Regions from separate parts of the Rattus norvegicus genome. Here region 1 is linked to region 2. Evidence: chromatin contacts called from public Hi-C data. All regions are on one chromosome and are shown on one strand. Each heading gives the region's core, a stretch centred on a gene start, on an enhancer-like site or on the middle of the called end of the contact. The rest is flanking DNA. Distances are from core to core; before and after follow the strand shown.

What was found. A called contact is a pair of places that touch in the nucleus more often than the background predicts.
Region 1: a Hi-C map of kidney shows a contact between it and region 2, with 2.4 times the contacts expected there. The contact joins the enhancer-like site here to the promoter of Zswim6 in region 2. A contact is called at or near these places in 7 of 12 Hi-C or Micro-C datasets (the A7r5 cell line, kidney, liver and 3 more).

The regions. Positions count from the first base shown.
Region 1 is chr2:41,191,635-41,196,696 of GRCr8, reverse strand. No RefSeq gene overlaps it. Among named protein-coding and RNA genes, the nearest start is that of Smim15, 68 kb to the left of the region's middle. Within about 2 kb of position 1,591, at least 41 of the 93 cell types and tissues checked have an H3K27ac peak or open chromatin away from gene starts, as enhancers often do. A contact at or near this core is called in the A7r5 cell line, kidney, liver and 1 more, where this site is marked.
Region 2 is chr2:41,110,761-41,116,075 of GRCr8, reverse strand. It overlaps Zswim6 (zinc finger, SWIM-type containing 6), which reads left to right and starts at 3,737. Exons shown (of 14, transcript XM_039103499.2): 1 at 3,737-4,500. The coding sequence starts at 3,756.

The sequences.
Region 1 (5,062 bases), core at 342-2,841, 83 kb before region 2:
ATAATTACCCAGGAAGGTGTTTGAAGATGTGCTCCACTGAAACCTTCAGAAACTGCTTAATCCCCAGGAACGAAAACCAGTCAGATGGCGGCTGCACATGATGGAAGCAATCACTGGAATTAGAGGCACGGAAGAGCGCCGGAGGGGTGCTTGCCAGCAGCTGGCAGTGTCAGGAGAACTGGGGTCCAGGCAGCGGCCCCGCCCCAAGGCACTCATGAAGGGTTGATGTCTTTCTCTGGGTTACGTAGCACACAGCCCCACATCACAAGAGCCCCTGGCTCCTGGGAGCCTGGAAATCAGAGTCGCTTGTTTTTATTTATGTATCTTTCTAGTTCTTTTACCTTTTCCCTGCACTGAGGAGAGATGCAGCTGACTTTACATCAAACAGCTGTGGAGGTTAAAGTTAACTTCAACGTCGAGCCTTATAATTTACTTGAAAAGTGCAGTGACTCTTTTAACGACGCTTGTGTCCTAAGTACTCGGCAAGGCTGCATTGTCGCAGATAGCTGATTAAATTATATACATTATCGAGACATTTAGCTCGGAGATACTAAGAAAAAACATGGCCCCCGCACATTCTCTGACATCCTCTCCAGTCAAGATGGGCTGCAGAGGACTAAGGTCTGGCGCCTGTGACACCCTGTGACCTGGAGGCTGGTTCAGAAAAGGTCATGCTGCTTTACCTAAGTCCTCTTGGGGAGGTTTGGTCAGCGCCTAAGAAGCCTGACCAGAGGAAGTCGTTTAAGAGGGTCTACTGGTTCGTACCCAGCTGCCCTTCCAGCCACCGCAACTCCACCGGACCCCTTTCGAGAACCGGACTTGAATGACCATTTGAACCGTCATTTGAAGCTTCAGATGGTGACAATCTTCCCCCACAACTACCAGCACCTATGTGAAGACCCATATGACTGGGCAGCAGCCAAGTCCTCCATGAATTCTTGCCCACAAAAGCATTTTTTAAAATATCAAAATGTTTGTTTTGGTTTCCTCCATTACGTTTTGGGATAAAATCTGCTACATAATAACATCAGCAGGCAAGCGCTTTCTCTCCTCTGACCTCCCACTCCTTCCAGAGGTTTACTTTCACTTTAGGCCCCTGGGCCACTTTTCCTTGACTTTGTCTTTTCAGAGTCCGTAGGTGGGACACACACACACACACACACACACACACACACACACACACACACACACACACGCATGCACAATTATACCTCTCAGGCCATCACATGACTGCTTTACTTTCTAGATCACTTGAGCTGAGAAAACTTTGCCTTAGAGGGAGATTGGGGGGGGGGGGCTGTCCAAGGTCACGTGACTAAGCCGAAGTAAACCCAGATCTTCCCATGCCAGGTTTCCTCGGCCTTTCCCCTGTGTAATTACTTTAATTTCCCACTGACCTCATAAAAACAAAACGGACCAAGCCTTTTCTACTCTGAAAACTGTAAACTTAGGACTTGACAAACAAGCAGAAGCCCCTTGGCTGCAGCGCCTCTCTCGGGCCTCTAGAGGTGCACAGAATACGCCTAGTGGCTGTCTGTGTCTCTTAAGGGGTGATGACAGAGGGCAGCAAACAGAGGTGCCAGAGGACCTAGCCTACTCCCTGTCTTCTTCCCCCAAGGCTTGCATTCTGAAGGCAGCAAGCTAATTATGGTCAGAGTACAGGCAGGCTGGGATTCCTGAACATGCTGGGAAAATGCCAAGCTCTCCCTCACGCTTCTGTGGTGGACACCTCTTACGAAAGAAAGAAAGAAAGAAAGAAAGAAAGAAAGAAAGAAAGAAAGAAAGAAAGAAAGAAAGAAAGAAAGAAAGAAAGAAAGAAAGAAAGAAAGAAAGAAAGGAAGGAAGAAAGAAAGAAAGAAAGAAAGAAAGAAAAGAAGAAGAAGAAAGAAAAAGAAAAAAGAAAAAACCTAAAGTATTTTTAAATGACATATTGCATATTCTGGGACAGGGCTCAGAAAAGAAGAGTGATTGGAACAAAAGATTTAGAGTCTCCGTTAAGACTGGGGCTGGCTAAATGTTGGGAGAGTGTATGTGCATGCTTCATCTGCCACTCAACAGCCTAGGCAGGCTGTCATTAATACATTCTCCACCGCCCACTGCCCCAGAGTTGCCCCATTTTTTCCCCTAAGCCCTACAGCACTGTCGTTTCATGAGTCTGGCAAGGGAATTAGAACCAATGAGTGAAGAAGACCGCCTCCCCCACCTCTTGGTTGATGCCTTCCTTTCGGTTCAGCTCTCTTGCCAGCAATCAAGCAAGTCCCCTTCCTCCATCCCCACCTCCTCCCACTCTCCTCCACCGGAGAGGAAAGGATAATTGTGAGTCTTTCACATGAGGTGTGGCTTGGTTCAATACGTACTGTTGGTTCTGCAGATATGCGGGTGGGAGGCTGACTACTCATGTTGTGCCATATGCCACTCTGCTGGCTGGCACGAGGGAGGAAGCCTGAAAAGCAAAGGAGAGAAATGGATATGCCTCCTGCTTTTGAAGCACAGACTTTGATAATAATAATCATAAGGCAAGAATCTTAGAGAGAGAGAAAAAAATCACATAATTGCAGCTGTGCTAATCCTTCATGGGTTTCCTTGTGCTGTGCCCAATTTGCCTTTCAGAAAGACCCAACAGCAGATTAAATGGACCTCCCCAAACTCATAAAGCTATGCCCAACTGGGTAGACCCTTACATGTATTGTATATATTCTGGAAAAGTCTGTTGTAAATTGATTTTTTTCCCAAATCTAGTTATATTTCAAATATTGTCAAGGTGCTCTTGATTTTAATCAGTACCGTTTTGTAAAGCAAACAATAATTTTGTAATATAAATAGTGACTCCCTTATTTGTTTTGCAACTTTGGGATTTTGTGGCTTATTTTTTCTAACAAGATATTGCTATAGCTAAGAGTAAGAAAATAATAATTATGATGATGTTGATGATAATAATATAACATTATAGAAACATAAGCTAAAAATGTAGGAATTTAGACTCTTTTTAAGAGGGACCGTTCTCTGAACTGAGTGGAACTTTGTGCCAATCCCACAGATAAACTGTGTGAACTGTAGGTTTAAGTACACGGGAGGTGACTTTCCTCCGAGATAGTCCGCCATCGTGTTACTGTTACGTCAGAATGCTGGATTTGACTGTGTAAAGAAAAGTCTGCACGTGTAGCATTGTTTAACAAAAACTAGGAAGGAACATAAGACCCTGTGAGCAGAGAAGCCATTCAGATGCAGATTGTTTATTGTCATGAAATATTAGGCTGCGGTGAAGAAGGACGGGGCAGCATCTGAAGAGTTACAGTGAGATACAGCGTCCGACTGTCACGTAGGCAGCACTTTGAGGCTCTTATTTGTGTGCGTGGAATAAGAATAACGGGTTCACCAGAAGCTCGAATGAAGGCTATGAAACCCTATCCCTGTGGGGAGCTGTTGACAGGCTTGGGTGCCATTGGCTAATCTTCACATTCACAGCGGACTAAGCAGCTTTACTCAACACGATATGAACTTGAGTTATTTCCTTACAAAGGACTCCAGTTGTTCCTATGTACTTAAACCCACAAACAGGTTTTTAAAATGTATATCATTTCGTGGACAGATACTAAAGTTTTCTTTTTTCGGATTCTTTTTTTCACTCACTGGGTTGTATTGTTACTACGCTGCTGTTGCCACTGCTGCTGGCACCTGAGATCAAACCCCAGTGTCTCCCCTATGATGCATGATGGACAGCCACATCACTATTGCTCTGTCGTCTCTGTCCCACTTTACGTTGTTTGTTAAAGGGGAAGTATGTCTCCGTCTCTTCCAGAAGAAGTTCCAAGTAAGACCATAATCTCTCGTTTAAGGTTGTGTGGTGGGTTTTCTACATTTAAGGATAGAAAGTGTTGACCACATTACTGGGCTGCCTTGGGGATATGGTTCCTTCTTCTCAACATTTACTTTATTAAAAGAAGGATGATTTGTCAACTCAAAGGGAAATGAACTGTTATCTAAGCAGAGGAGTGAGAAGAGAGGGAGCAAGAACCAGGGCGATGCCCAAGGGTGAGTGGAAGCTTCTTGAGTCACTGTGAGCTGCTATTTGAGAGACTCATTGGGTTACTGAGGTGGTTTGAATATGCTTTGTCTGTGGAGTGACACTATTTGGAGGTGTGGCCCTATTGGAGTAGGTGTGTCACTGTGGTCATGGGCTTTAAGACCCTCATCCTAGCTGCCTAGAAGCAAGTCTTCCCCTAGTGACCTTCAGATGAAGGTGTTGAGCTCTCAGTTCTTCCAGCCCCATGTCTGACTGGATGCTGCCATGCTCCCGCCTTGATGATAATGGACTGAACCTCTGAACCTGTAAGCCAGCCTCAATTAGATACTGTCCTTATAAGAGTTGCTTTAGTCATGGTGTCTGTTCGCAGCAGTAAAACCTTAAGATAGGTACCAACTTGGAAGTTTTTCTATCTAAAGCACAGAATGGTGGGGATAGGTACACTCACCAGTAACCTCAACTTCCCAGTCTAATGCTGTAGTTGCGGAGTCTATTGCCTTCCGGGGTTTTTTGTTTGTTTGTTTGTTTGTTTTCAAGTTAGTACCCTTTTAAATATGAAATACAGCAAACACATAAAACGATACAAAAAGTGACAGAATAGGACTACTATTTCCTTCAGTATGGCAAATCATTCACTTTGACCATCCTCCAATGAAAATACAATACCAAAAGTTGGTTTTCAACATGTCATTGAGTTGATAGGAACGGATAAAGGGTCGGAAGCAAAAGACATGAACACAGGATCTTGCAAAGTAAAAGGGTTCCAAATGCCATTTTCTTCGTGAAGGTGTATGTAGACCCCTGGCCTTTCCTTCATAACCCTGGCTGTCACTGATCTCACCTTCAGGTGGGCACATGTAGTAAAAGAGACAAGAGACCATGCCCAGATCCCAACCAAGGTGAAGTTTAAGTAACATGCAAGGCTAGGACCCCAAAAGGCAATAACAGCGGGGTCCGGACCACCTGGCTACACCCCCACTCACAGAGATAGTGTGCAAACTCTTTTATTTTGACTACAGCCCCGAGTAGAAGTTGGGG
Region 2 (5,315 bases), core at 2,488-4,987:
TCAGCTACTGGGAGAACTTTTTATGGAGTTGACTGAAGAGCCTATCTCTTGGCCTCACTGTGATGTGGGCTTCCGTGAAGCCATGGTGAGTCACAGCCCTTCAGCACTCGGGTTCCCTACCGTTGCCTAATGGTAGACACTGGGCATGGCTGTAACCCTGATTTGGTTTTTTGGGTAGTGGTCTGGTAGGAAAGGAAAATGTAAGTAATTTAGTAACTATGAATGGCAGGAAAATAACTATCATAAATCCTTAAAGTAGAGAAATAGCACAAGAACCAGGTGAAGATGGCATTCTGAGTTCTTGGTAGTAGTTAGCTATGGGGAGAAACCTTGGTGGAGTAGGGGAAGGGGCTCTCAGAGGCTCTGGAGGAGACAGAATCCCAACCCCTCAACATAGCCAGAAAGAGAAGATAACAGCTCAGAGCAGGGTGATACTTGGCACAACGGTATAAATGTCACAAGACAGATTCAAAGTAGTAAGGTGCTGAGACAGAGAGAGAGAGAGAGAGAGAGAGAGAGAGAGAGAGAGAGAGAGAGATATCACACATCAAGGTGCGTTTTTCCAGAGGAAGTAGCCTTTAAGCAAGTCCTTGAAGGAAGGGGAGGAATTTAACAAATTCCGAGAGGAGAGAGAGAGATTTCAGGCCTCAGGAATGTATTGAGCAAATGTGTGGGGCAGGCAAGTCCTGTTGGGACATAACAGCATTCCTGTTGGGGAACTGGGGAAAACATTCTTCTGCGTTTTAGAAGTCAGGCTGGGAAGTTGGGTTTGGTCAAGCCAGATCACAGTCTGGACTTTTTCCAGTAGGCAGTAGAGAGCCGTTTCAAGGGACTTGAGCAGGAGGGTGATACCAACAGAAATTTACTTTGGGAAGCATGGCAGCTGGGTGGGGGAGGACTCGGAGGACAGGCTATACAGACATGCCAGCCAGCATCAAGGCCCTACACAGTGAAGAGGAAGAAAAACCTTACTGTGGACAGTGAGAAGGGCTGGGATAGTCAATACTGCAAGTGAATCTGGGGTAATTGCACCAAAGAAGCTATATCAAAGAGGACTGCAGCTTGGGTGGGAGCCTGGTAAGTCGTCCTAGGGAGGAAAGAAATTCAGGGGAACGGCAGTACTTTGAGTTTGAAATAGACACTCTGAAGGTGAGCGCTGTGATCTGGACATGGAGAAGAGATGAGCCAGGGTTTTGGTTTTGAATGGTTGTTGACTCTCCACGGGGTGTCATTAAAAGTCGATCATAATAGGCTGTAGGATGGGGCACATTAAAGTTTGGAGGAAGAGAAACAACAACAACAACAACAACAACAACAACAAAATGAGGCAGAGAGGAAGATGACCAGGAAAGAAGAGACAACAGGGTGTCAGAGAAATGCAAGAATGAGGGTAACCATTCAAAAAGAAGAATAGGCAGAGTGTCTGAGACCCCAGGAGATCAAGGAGGGCTAGACTCAGTGGCCCTCAGCTTTTCTTTGAATTAGAAAATGAAGCTGGATTGCCCCAGGGTTAGGGGTATAGTTCAGTCCTTGAGCATTCATGCTGGAGGGCCTATGTTCCATTCCCAGCAAAAACTTAACAAAAAATGACTGGATCCCTCCAGGGAAGGTCCATGCCTTAGATCCAGTCTCTTTAGTTCATTGCAATATCAAATTCTTTAAATGTTAGCCTCCTCTAAAGGTATGTATTTTCCTGTGATGGAAATTAATCCCTCCCACCAACACCACATCTGACCCCGAATGAGTCATTTATTCTGTCCGAGAACGCCAGTTTTGTCCTTTTTAGCTTTCTAATTCAGAGATCCGTGTACACGGGTGAAAATTCTCGGCGACCTGTGCAGCACACGCCTTTGTCATGACTTCCTGAGGACAGACTAGAGCTCACCCTACTTTCTGCTCTGATAGCCTAAGTTTTAAAGTCTCTTAAAATTATTTTTTAAGAGATCTAGATATTAAACAACCGGAGGAAAGAGACTTCCTCTTCCACTTGCCCATAAAGGTCTTTCAGTTTTCTGCCCAGCTTTTTCCTAGGCACCGAGGAGGTGCCTAGAAAAATACTGGATGAATATACAAAAACATGTCACCAAAATTTTCCTAACAAGCAGCTATGGAAAGTCTGCCAGCGTCCTGCCTCCAGGGACTTCTAGCCTGGGGCTCCTGATGCCCGACATGGATCACGTCCAATGTCTCGGGCGGCCTCCGCTTTGAGTGGGCAATTTTCTTTACAACACGCCGACGCGCGTAGTCGCTTTAAATTCAGACCAGGTAGGCAGTGGGGAGTAGCCAATATGCGAAAGTGTCAGAGGAGTTAGGGCTTATCTCCAACAATAGGACAGTATCTCTAACACTGTTTAGAGTAAAAACAGAAGGTGGAGCAAGAAGTCAGGGTGTCTAACGTGGTCATTAAGCCTGCGGCTTGGCTGAGATCTAACCAAGCTCTGCAGAGTGCGAAGAACAATGTCCGCAGGGTTCCCGGTTCAGACGGGGACTCGATTCTCCGCCTCCGCTGGCGCCCGGGCACCGTCTCCCAGCGATGCTCGCTCACTCGTCTTGTTGCCCTGCTGCGGGAGGACCCGCCGGTCGGGCGCCGCCAATGCTGCAGGGAGCGCGGCGCGCGCCCGGAGCGCCAAAGACTCCAGGTCCCAGCCCCGCCGCAGACTCCAGAGCGCCCGCGGCCGCTGTCCGCCACTGGGCGGCCGTGAGCGACAACCGTCTCGCGATCGAGAGTTTGCGCGATCCTCTGCCGGTGCGAGCGCTCTAACTGGAGCGGCCCGACCCCTGGGTCTGCAGCAGGTCGCGGAAGAGGGCGATTGGGGCTCCCGGCTGAACCCGGGCGGGCCAGCTTCTTTGCCCGAAGGGTTGAAAGAGTGCGAGGGCGGGGCAGCGTGGCCGGCTCCGGACGCGCGTCCAGCGGCTGCGAGGCAGCATCCGAGCGCTCTGCGTGTCCGGGCGCTCGGTCGGCTCGGCTCGGCTTCCTGGCCTGTCACCGGGCTGGAGCGAACCCGGGACTCAGGGCTGGGTGCGCTGCAGTTACGCGGGGCAGCCGCGCCCCTTCCCCACCTGGGTCGGCAAAAAGTGAAGTGGAAAACAGTGGCTGAGCTCAGCCCTCCTCCCTATCCCCTCGTGCCGCAGCCACGGCCGAGGGTGGGGGAAGTTCGCTCCGCCGGGTTGGAAGGAAAGCAGGCGGCCTGGGCCGCGCCTCCCCCGCCTTCCTCTGGGCTGCGTCCCCGGGGCTTCACGCAGCATTTCTTTGTTTTGAAAGCGCCTCCTCCGCCCAGAGGCTTTTCCCCGCGGGGCCGGCTGACTGGGGGGTGGGGCATCGAGCAGTCGGTCCATCCTCCATTTAGTCCGGAACCCTCCCCCTACCCGCCCCGCGGCGACCCACGAGGAGCGTCCTCACTTGGCGGACATCAAAAGGGAGGCAGGGCGCTGGAGGGCTAAGTTGAGTAGACAGGGGGCGCAGAGACCCACCCACCCTCCGCTTGGCAGACGGCCCGCCCCCTCCCGCGGGAACCCCGCCTGAGCCCCGCCCCCCGCGTCACAGCAGCCTGACATTCTCACAGCCCACCCGGCACCCAACCCGGGCGCCCCCGCCACCCCCGTGTCCACGGAGCGCTCTATTTATGTTTCAGCCCAGTGATTTGCATAGGCCCCGCCCCCTCCCCTAGGTTCTCCCTATCGGCGCTCCTCCTTGGCGACGTCGTCACCGTATAGGCCACACCTCCCGTGCCCCTACAAGGAGCGGCGGGCCCTAGATGGCAGCGTGGCGTCGCCACGGCGTGTGCGTGTCGCGCTTCCTTGTGCCGTTTATAGGGTCCCGGCACTTCCGCTGTCGGGTTAGAAGCGGCGCGGTCATGGCGGAGCGCGGACAGCAGCCTCCTCCCGCGAAACGGCTCTGCTGCCGGCCGGGCGGCGGCGGCGGCGGCGGCGGCGGCGGGGGTAGCAGCGGCGGCGGCGCGGGTGGCGGCTATAGCTCTGCCTGTCGGCCCGGCCCGCGGGCGGGCGGTGCGGCGGCGGCGGCGTGCGGGGGCGGCGCGGCGCTGGGACTGCTGCCGCCGGGCAAGACCCAGAGCCCCGAGTCTCTGCTGGACATCGCAGCGCGCAGGGTGGCGGAGAAGTGGCCGTTCCAGCGCGTGGAGGAGCGCTTCGAGCGCATCCCGGAGCCGGTGCAGCGCCGCATCGTCTACTGGTCCTTTCCCCGCAGTGAGCGGGAGATCTGCATGTACTCGTCCTTCAACACCGGTGGCGGCTCCGCGGGCGGCCCCGGCGACGACAGCGGCGGCGGCGGCGGCACGGGCGGCGGCGCGGGCGGCGGCGGCGGCGGCTCCTCATCCTCGCCGGCCGCCACCTCAGCCGCCGCCGCCGCCGTCGCCGCGGGCACCGGGACCCCGTCGGTGGGGGCGTCCAGCGCTGCGGACGGTGGCGACGAGACGCGGCTGCCCTTCCGCCGGGGTATCGCGCTGCTGGAGAGTGGCTGCGTAGACAACGTCCTGCAAGTCGGTGAGTCACGGGGCCGCCGCGGGCCGTCGGTCCTTCGGTCTGTCCTCCTGTCCCTCGGGGGTGGGGGAGGGAAGGGCCCCCTTCGTTCCTCTGGGCCGCCTCGGGCCGGGCGCGCGGTGCAGCGGTGGGGCGACTCGGACTGTCCCCGGAGCGGAGCGCCCATTTCCTCCCGCTGGTCCCCGCCCCCGTCTCCCCGGACGGGCTAGCGCGAGTGGGAAATGAATCAGCAGGACGCGCCCCTCGGCGGCGGGGCGGTGGGTGTCGGCGTCCCGGTCGTCTGTCCCGCAGCTTGAGCGCCGGTGTGCGGGGCGGGTGTGGACAAAGGCGCGGGCGGCCGCGGGGCTCGGGCTGGGGCGTGCGGCGCGGGGGAGGGGGCGCCGGCCGCAGACAATGCCGACCGGGGCGCTCGCTCTGCGCTGCCCGGCTCGCGTCCTTTCTTCTTGGCGCCGCTCCGCGCCCCGCGGTCCGAGGGAGGGAGGGGGGGCTGGCGAGTCCCTCCGACACCACTCGGCCACCGCTCCGCTCGGGGCTCCGACGGCCGGCGCGTCCCGTATACTCCAGCTGCTTAAGGTGTCTGCGACTAGCTCCGCGGCGTCCGCGCCGGGTCCCCGAGCAACCTCTGTCGGGAGCGACGGCCGGACGGGCCGCTGAGGGGCGCTGCTCGCGCTTCTCCATCCCGTGAGGTACCGGGCTGCCCGACTTCGGCCTGCGCCCGGGGTCCGGGTGCGGTGCTGAGGGAGCGGGCAGCACGGTCCGACGCCGTGACCCGCGGCCGGCGTCTGCACCGAGGGGCCCCACGGCCCCTGCGCCGCTGC